Linked DNA regions of Mus musculus: region 2 is linked to region 1. The links are chromatin contacts, called in public Hi-C maps. All regions are on one chromosome and are shown on one strand. Each heading gives the region's core, a stretch centred on a gene start, on an enhancer-like site or on the middle of the called end of the contact. The rest is flanking DNA. Distances are from core to core; before and after follow the strand shown. Region 1 overlaps Gm11266 (predicted gene 11266). Region 2 has its middle 16 kb from the start of n-THgtg10.

Evidence for each region. Hi-C and Micro-C count contacts between places; a contact is called where the count stands out from the background.
Region 2: a Hi-C map of the N1E-115 cell line shows a contact between it and region 1, with 7 times the contacts expected there. The contact joins two enhancer-like sites. A contact is called at or near these places in 2 of 484 Hi-C or Micro-C datasets (the N1E-115 cell line and granulocyte-monocyte progenitors), 5 of 115 datasets of contacts at active chromatin or transcription factors (embryonic forebrain, embryonic limb bud, forebrain and 2 more) and 1 of 9 other capture datasets (adipose tissue).

The regions. Positions count from the first base shown.
Region 1 is chr4:82,509,741-82,512,859 of GRCm38.p6, forward strand. All of the region lies in intron 1 of Gm11266 (predicted gene 11266), which reads left to right. Among named protein-coding and RNA genes, the nearest start is that of Gm11266, 3.3 kb to the left of the region's middle. Within about 2 kb of position 1,296, at least 110 of the 459 cell types and tissues checked have an H3K27ac peak or open chromatin away from gene starts, as enhancers often do. A contact at or near this core is called in the N1E-115 cell line, where this site is marked.
Region 2 is chr4:82,634,235-82,637,456 of GRCm38.p6, forward strand. No RefSeq gene overlaps it. Among named protein-coding and RNA genes, the nearest start is that of n-THgtg10, 16 kb to the left of the region's middle. Within about 2 kb of position 1,842, at least 7 of the 459 cell types and tissues checked have an H3K27ac peak or open chromatin away from gene starts, as enhancers often do. A contact at or near this core is called in the N1E-115 cell line, where this site is marked.

The DNA of each region.
Region 1 (3,119 bases), core at 46-2,545:
AATAACCTTGGACTTTTCTTCCCTCCTCTGGGAGCTGTTTGGTCTCCCCTGAGGACAAAACTAAATGAGAAAAAATGACGCTGTTAATAATGCCGCTGCTGAAATGCCTGTACTTAAGTATTAAAAAGAAATCCCACTAAGCAGGTCTGCATCCGGGACACAGTTGCAGGCTACCACTGTGAATGGGAACAGGGACCAGTCCAAAGGCCTCCATGTAGGTTCACTGGTCACAATTTCTCCACAGAAATGAATCCAGCACAATGAGAGATTTCCCAAGTTTGAAATCATTTGGTCCCGGGCTACAGAGTCAGCAGCTGGCCTGAAACTTTTGTCTGACTTATTCTGGAGTTTCAAAATTTCTGTCACAGTTGCCTGGCTGTGTGCACAGCACAGAGGTTCCATACACAGTGTATCTTTTCTGCTGATGCTGCAGGCTTGACCTTTTCTCAATAGATTCCCTTTAAAGTAAAACCCTACATCCTTTTATCTGGATGAGTAAACTTGCAGCTTGTCTGCATATATGCTGTGACCTATGAAGACACAGACGTTCAGAAAGGTCTGTCGAAAACACCCAAGTAGTCTTAACACTGTAGCATTAGAGGTGGCTACAGGCCATCTTAAACCTCTGTATTCCTTTTTCTGGTTCTCCTTTGAAAAGCTGCTGTTCTATTTCAAATCAAAATAATGCACAATAAGGGGATTTCTCCACCTACATTTCAAATGACAATATAAGAAGTTTAAAAAAAAAGAATATAAACAAGTGGGCCTAAACAAAGTATATATTCAGAAACAACAACAACAAAAAAAAAAAAAAATCCCTGAATGTATCCGAACACAGCAAGCTAGTAAATTTCAAATACTGTCAGGCTCTGTGATGCCACACAAGTCAACAAAGTTACAGATGTGTAACATTACATCCACTCAAAATTATGCTGCTGCTCAGCCTGACCATGTTAAAACTAAGCGGATGCCTGTGCTGTCTAAAGAATAAAAGGAATTTATTCTGCACATCAAACAATGAATCTGTCACCATTTATTGTATGAAACACTCAGCTAATCAATTTCCTGTTAAAATAGCTTTCAACAATACTCGGCTTTAAAATTCATCAGGGCCAGTAAAAACCTTTGCCCAGTGCAGAAGAATGCAGCCCTGACCACGGACGATAATTACCATTCTAATACTTTTATTGCCCAAGCGTTTTTTTTTTTTTTTCTGCGCTCCCCATCACTAGACAGGAATCTCCAGTATATTGTATCAGTGAGTCGGAGTGTTTGACCTTTGACCACATATGATTTAATAGGGACTTTTCAGCGCCTGCGCTCTCTCCATCCCTCATACCATTAAATAAAAACATTAAACCTCAGATGTAAAACTGGAAACCACAGCGTTTTTGCGTTTCACAACCCTTTGCAGTTTTTACTTAAGCTGCCCAAAGGTCAGCCTCTTAGCTTCACAACAGGCTTCCCAGTACAGTGAACACACCGGGAAGTCACTCATTCTGATTTTGATTAAATCTCCAGCCCCTCCTCACCGCCTCACGTGCACACATGCACCCTGCTTATTGACACGTGCATTCTTTCTAACCGCAGAAACATGCGGGTATGACTTTCTGGACTTATTCCACTTTAGGGCTGATTTAAATGTCTGTTCGAATATGGGTTCAAAAGTTAACGCCCCCCCCCTCCCGTTGGAAGTTATAGTTACAAAAGGGTGCTATGAGACCCGTTCAAAGAAAGTCAGTTAATCTTGTGTATTTTGGCGCCTTTTCTCTGCCAGCTACTGTACTTGAGGGGGAAAGGAAAACCTGGAGATCTTGTCTGTTCTGTCTCAAGTTCAATGGCAGTTCTTCCAACCAGGAGGGGAAGATGGCCATGTTCACAGACCTAATAATAATTCAGATCACGCCACCGCGGCATCTTGTGTCAAAGTCGAAACTGGCTTCCCCGCCCCCTTCAACCTGAAAGCTGCCAAGTCTTCACACACTCCGCATTCAACCACAACTTAATGGATGGGATATTGTGCATTAAAATGTGTCCCAGACTCTAGTCGAAGAGGACAAGGGAGAAGGCAGAGCCACAGACAAGCACACACAGATTTAGGCAGAGGGAGATCTTGGGCTAGGGCAGAAACCAGTGGGGTGGGAAAGACGCATTAACAGGAGCAGGAAGAAATCCATCATAATGCCCCCCCCGTTTTTTTTAAAGAGTTGGGGGTGCTGAAGGGAGAAGGGCTAACAATTCCTTACTGAAACGGGGTGTGGACGGACGAGTGAGCAAAACTTTAGAGAGACACCAATTTTAAAAGCTCTTTACACATCAATGGGAGCTAAGTAGAACTTTTTGCATTTGAAACTGCATTTTAAATAAGAATATAGAACAAAGAGGTACCTAGCGGTGAAGTAAGGTGCTTTCATTATAGAATAAAAATAAAAAAAGAACTGGACTATATGGGCAGCTAAGTATTATTTATAATTTTCCCCACAACAGTAAAGGGAGAGAGGGGGAAAGGAGAGCCAGATCGGGATGGGATGGGGTGGGTGGTGGTTTGCCGGGTTCCACACTGCTTGGATTTAGTATAATTCGCTCATTCCCGCCATAAGTGTGCTAAAGTTGTCAACGCTTAGAAAAGACGCATTTAGGTTAGTTCTGAAAATTCAACACCATCGTTCAATCTTTAAAACAACAATATGGCCTTGAGAAAAGGAGTAAAATAGTCGCTTTACACACAGGGACAGGAAATAAATTGTGCGCGTGGAGTTAGGCGGGAGCTTGCAAAGGACTAACACGAAATGCAAACAAGACGGATCCTTTGAAAGCCACATACCATCGCACTGCACTAAATAAAAGTCTGTACTGAACCCTGGGCCGCTGACTGAGTGTAGAAATTTGTTGTTGTTTTTGTGTCTCTTTTTGTGTTTAGAGGTTTGTTGTTGTTGTTGTTTGGGGTCTTTTTTTTTTTTTTTAAGCAATCCGACGTAGTCTGATACTGTTTAAAAGTATTTCTGCACCGCCACACTTCCTGGCCCAAGAAGAAAAGCAGGTACAGGTAAAGTCTGGAAGCAGGCTAAACACAGCTCCCGTTGCTCGCCCGGGCGGAAGACTCTCGGCCAATTCCCACG
Region 2 (3,222 bases), core at 592-3,091, 130 kb after region 1:
TTACTTAAGAAAGCAGCAAACTGGGCTTCGTTTCAGTAGCTGGCTGGCATCTGTATGCTATTGCTTATTGCTTATTCAGAGGTAAATGTTAAAACCTCAGTTGAAACTGTTTCAGTTATCCAGGTGATGGCTTTACAATTCACAGACATTGTTTGTAACGCGTCGACTGCATTTTCAAGGGTGATGTCAATAATCATATTTTTACAGATGAGGTCATGGGACTTGAAGTCTGGCACCTTACTCGGGGCGGGACAATTGTGTTTAAGGCAGGGATTTTAGCCCAGGTGTTCTTGATTCTCGAGCCTGAGTTAGCTCCATGGCAACACAGTGAAGCCTGAAGCCAGGTCCACTCTGGCCAGCTGGACTGAACACGTGAGGTGTTACTCATTTTAATGAGTTGACACCAGCAGCTACTCTCCCCATGGGACCTCACAAACACAGCTGGATAATTGAGGCAAAACCAGTATAAAGCTGTTTTATTATTTGTTTTCTTCAGATACCTTGATATGTTTTAAATCTTTAGCTGGTTAGTGGGTAGGTAGTTGTTTATTAAACTATTCTTTGTACACGTGACATAATTTATAATAATTTTTCTTCTTTTAAATTTTATTATGAAGCATGTTTAATCTTATACGAAAATAAGCAAGTATGTTGGTCCCTTATGTGTCCCTGCCCAACTTTAGAACTGATTTAGCCAAGTCAGTATATACCTCTAACAGATAAAGGTTTTAAACATATGTATATGGAAAGCATAATTAATTAAAAACCACAACACAATAGCATGCCAGCTAATAAAATAACCAATAGTTAATAACAAACTAACTGTAATTTGTTATCTTATCTTAGTCAAATATATAGTCAGTCTCCAAATACCTTCCATAACAGAATCACACCAGTCTACGCCAGTGGTTCTCAACCCTTAATGCTGTGAACCTTTAAGACGTTGTGGTGACCCCCAACCATAGAATTATTTTTATTGTTACTTCGTAACTGTATTTTTGTTAGTTATGGATTATAATGTAAATGTCTGCGATGTAGAGTATATGATATGCTACCCTTGTGAAGGAACATTCCGCTTCTGAAGGGGTCGAGACCCACAGGTTGAGAACCCGTGTTCTAGACCGGTTGTCCAACTGGAGCAGTTTTAACTGACTCCAGGTTTGATTTAGTCCTTCGGTTAAGTTACAGTACCAGCCATTATCCCAGATCAGCCTGACCTCACACTTATGGTGACTCTCCCGCCTCTGCCCTCCCCGGAGCTAAGACTATATATAGGTGTGTGCCACTATCCCTGGCTCATTCCAGTTCTTATAAAAGTCCCTTCTTTTTCTTCTTCATTCATTGTTATCAGTGTTTCTAGAGAGCAATAAAGTATCTGTCAACAATGATGAGAACCAGAAGAAAACCAGCCAGGGATTATCCAGACGGAAGCCTGTGCTACCATTAAACCTCTCCAGGCACTTTACAAAGCCCATCTTTTTGGAGTCATTATCTCCACAATATTTTCATATAAAAATAGAAAAAAGAGGGGGGAGAGAAGAGAAAATATCAAGGAGGAGGAGGGAAAGAAACAAGGAAGGAAGAAATAGAAGAGGAGAGGGGGCAAGAGAGGAAGGGAGAAGGGATGGGAGGAAACTAACAGGTGCCTTTGAAATCATATCATGATAGATTAATCTTGCCTTCCTTTCTTCTAGCTAGAGCACATCAGGTCACCTGTCAAAATGTAATTAGGAACTCTCAATCCTGAAACTTTATATTCTCCCCCATCCCCTCATAGACATGCCTCATCCTGATGAGGCATCCCAACGTGGCAGTCGTCCTGTTAGCTAGACAAATATCTGCCAAAACATTAGGCAGATGGTTATCAAACGATTTTCACATTCCCCATACGAAGATCCCTGTACCCTGCTGATGACAGGATTACACAGGGACTAAAGCAAATTAGCTGGAAGAGGGGAGGAGAAGGGATGAATCCTATTAGTTAGGACCACACGTGCTTAAATAAAGAAAAAAAATAATAAAATAAAACCATAGCATATACACACCAGCCCAAGCTTTCTCAAAGGGGTTGAAAATATGTGTGATGTGGTCTGTCCATTTCTACTTACACAGATTGCTTTCTACCACAGGGTTTCTTAAGAGACCCTGACCTTGCACGAAGCTGCCACTCAGTGATGTTCAGGCTATGGGTCCCATAGAGGTGGGCTTCTGCTCTCATCTCCGAATCTTCCAACTATTTTTTCCTTCATCATATAAAAGGTATTTGGTCCTCTCAGGCTTTGAGTGCTTGGGGACAGGATCTCTAAAATGAGTGCTACCAAAGAATAAAACTTGAGTCTTCATAGTGTGTAGCTTGTGTAACAAACCCTGGCTTGATTTCTTGTTTGGCGCTTAATTGGAACAAGGGGCTAGTCTGTAACCCATTTGAGGATCAAATGAGATTATTTTTTTGTCAGCCTACTATGAGATAGGGAAGATTTATCTGCAGCCACACTCGGATGTTCTCTTAATACCTTTCAAAAATACAAGTGCTTCCATCCTAATAGGGTTTTAGCTTGCGATCTAATCATCCACTCTTGAATTAAGATGCTTGAATGAAGCCAACTCATTTGGAACTAAGCACTTTAATGTCAACAGAGACATATGGTAGGGAGACAGAATTACAAAGGCTCTCTTCTGAAGCATACGTTAAGAAGGCAGGACTAAGACCCCAACGCCATTATTAGTTTACTCATTTATTTCCTAGTAAATAACCGAGAGTAATGTCATCTTAGAGACCTGGAAGTTATCTAATAATTATATGTTTGGGATAAGGGTGCATTCCTACCTGAAGTGATTACAACATTCCCTGGTTGTATAATTACCTCTTTTGAAAGCAGTGTTGTTTTCAGATCAAAGAAGATACAATATACACACACATATACCACACACACACACACACACACACACACACATTACAAATACATAGCTAAAAATACAGATCAAGACTTCTGTGAGACATCTTCATCCAGGTTGTAAAGATCAAGGCATATGCTGCATCTGTGCAAAGGTGTCACCCCAAACCATGCAAACTGACACCATAATAATGTGTAGCCGAGCTTCTCTCTGACTTACCAGTGGGGATCATGCTAACAAGAATTTGTTGGAATACTGAATCCCGTGTGTTCATTCTGTTTTTCCTGTACCCTCAGCCCAAGACAGGGCTGATCCTCTCTCCAGGGA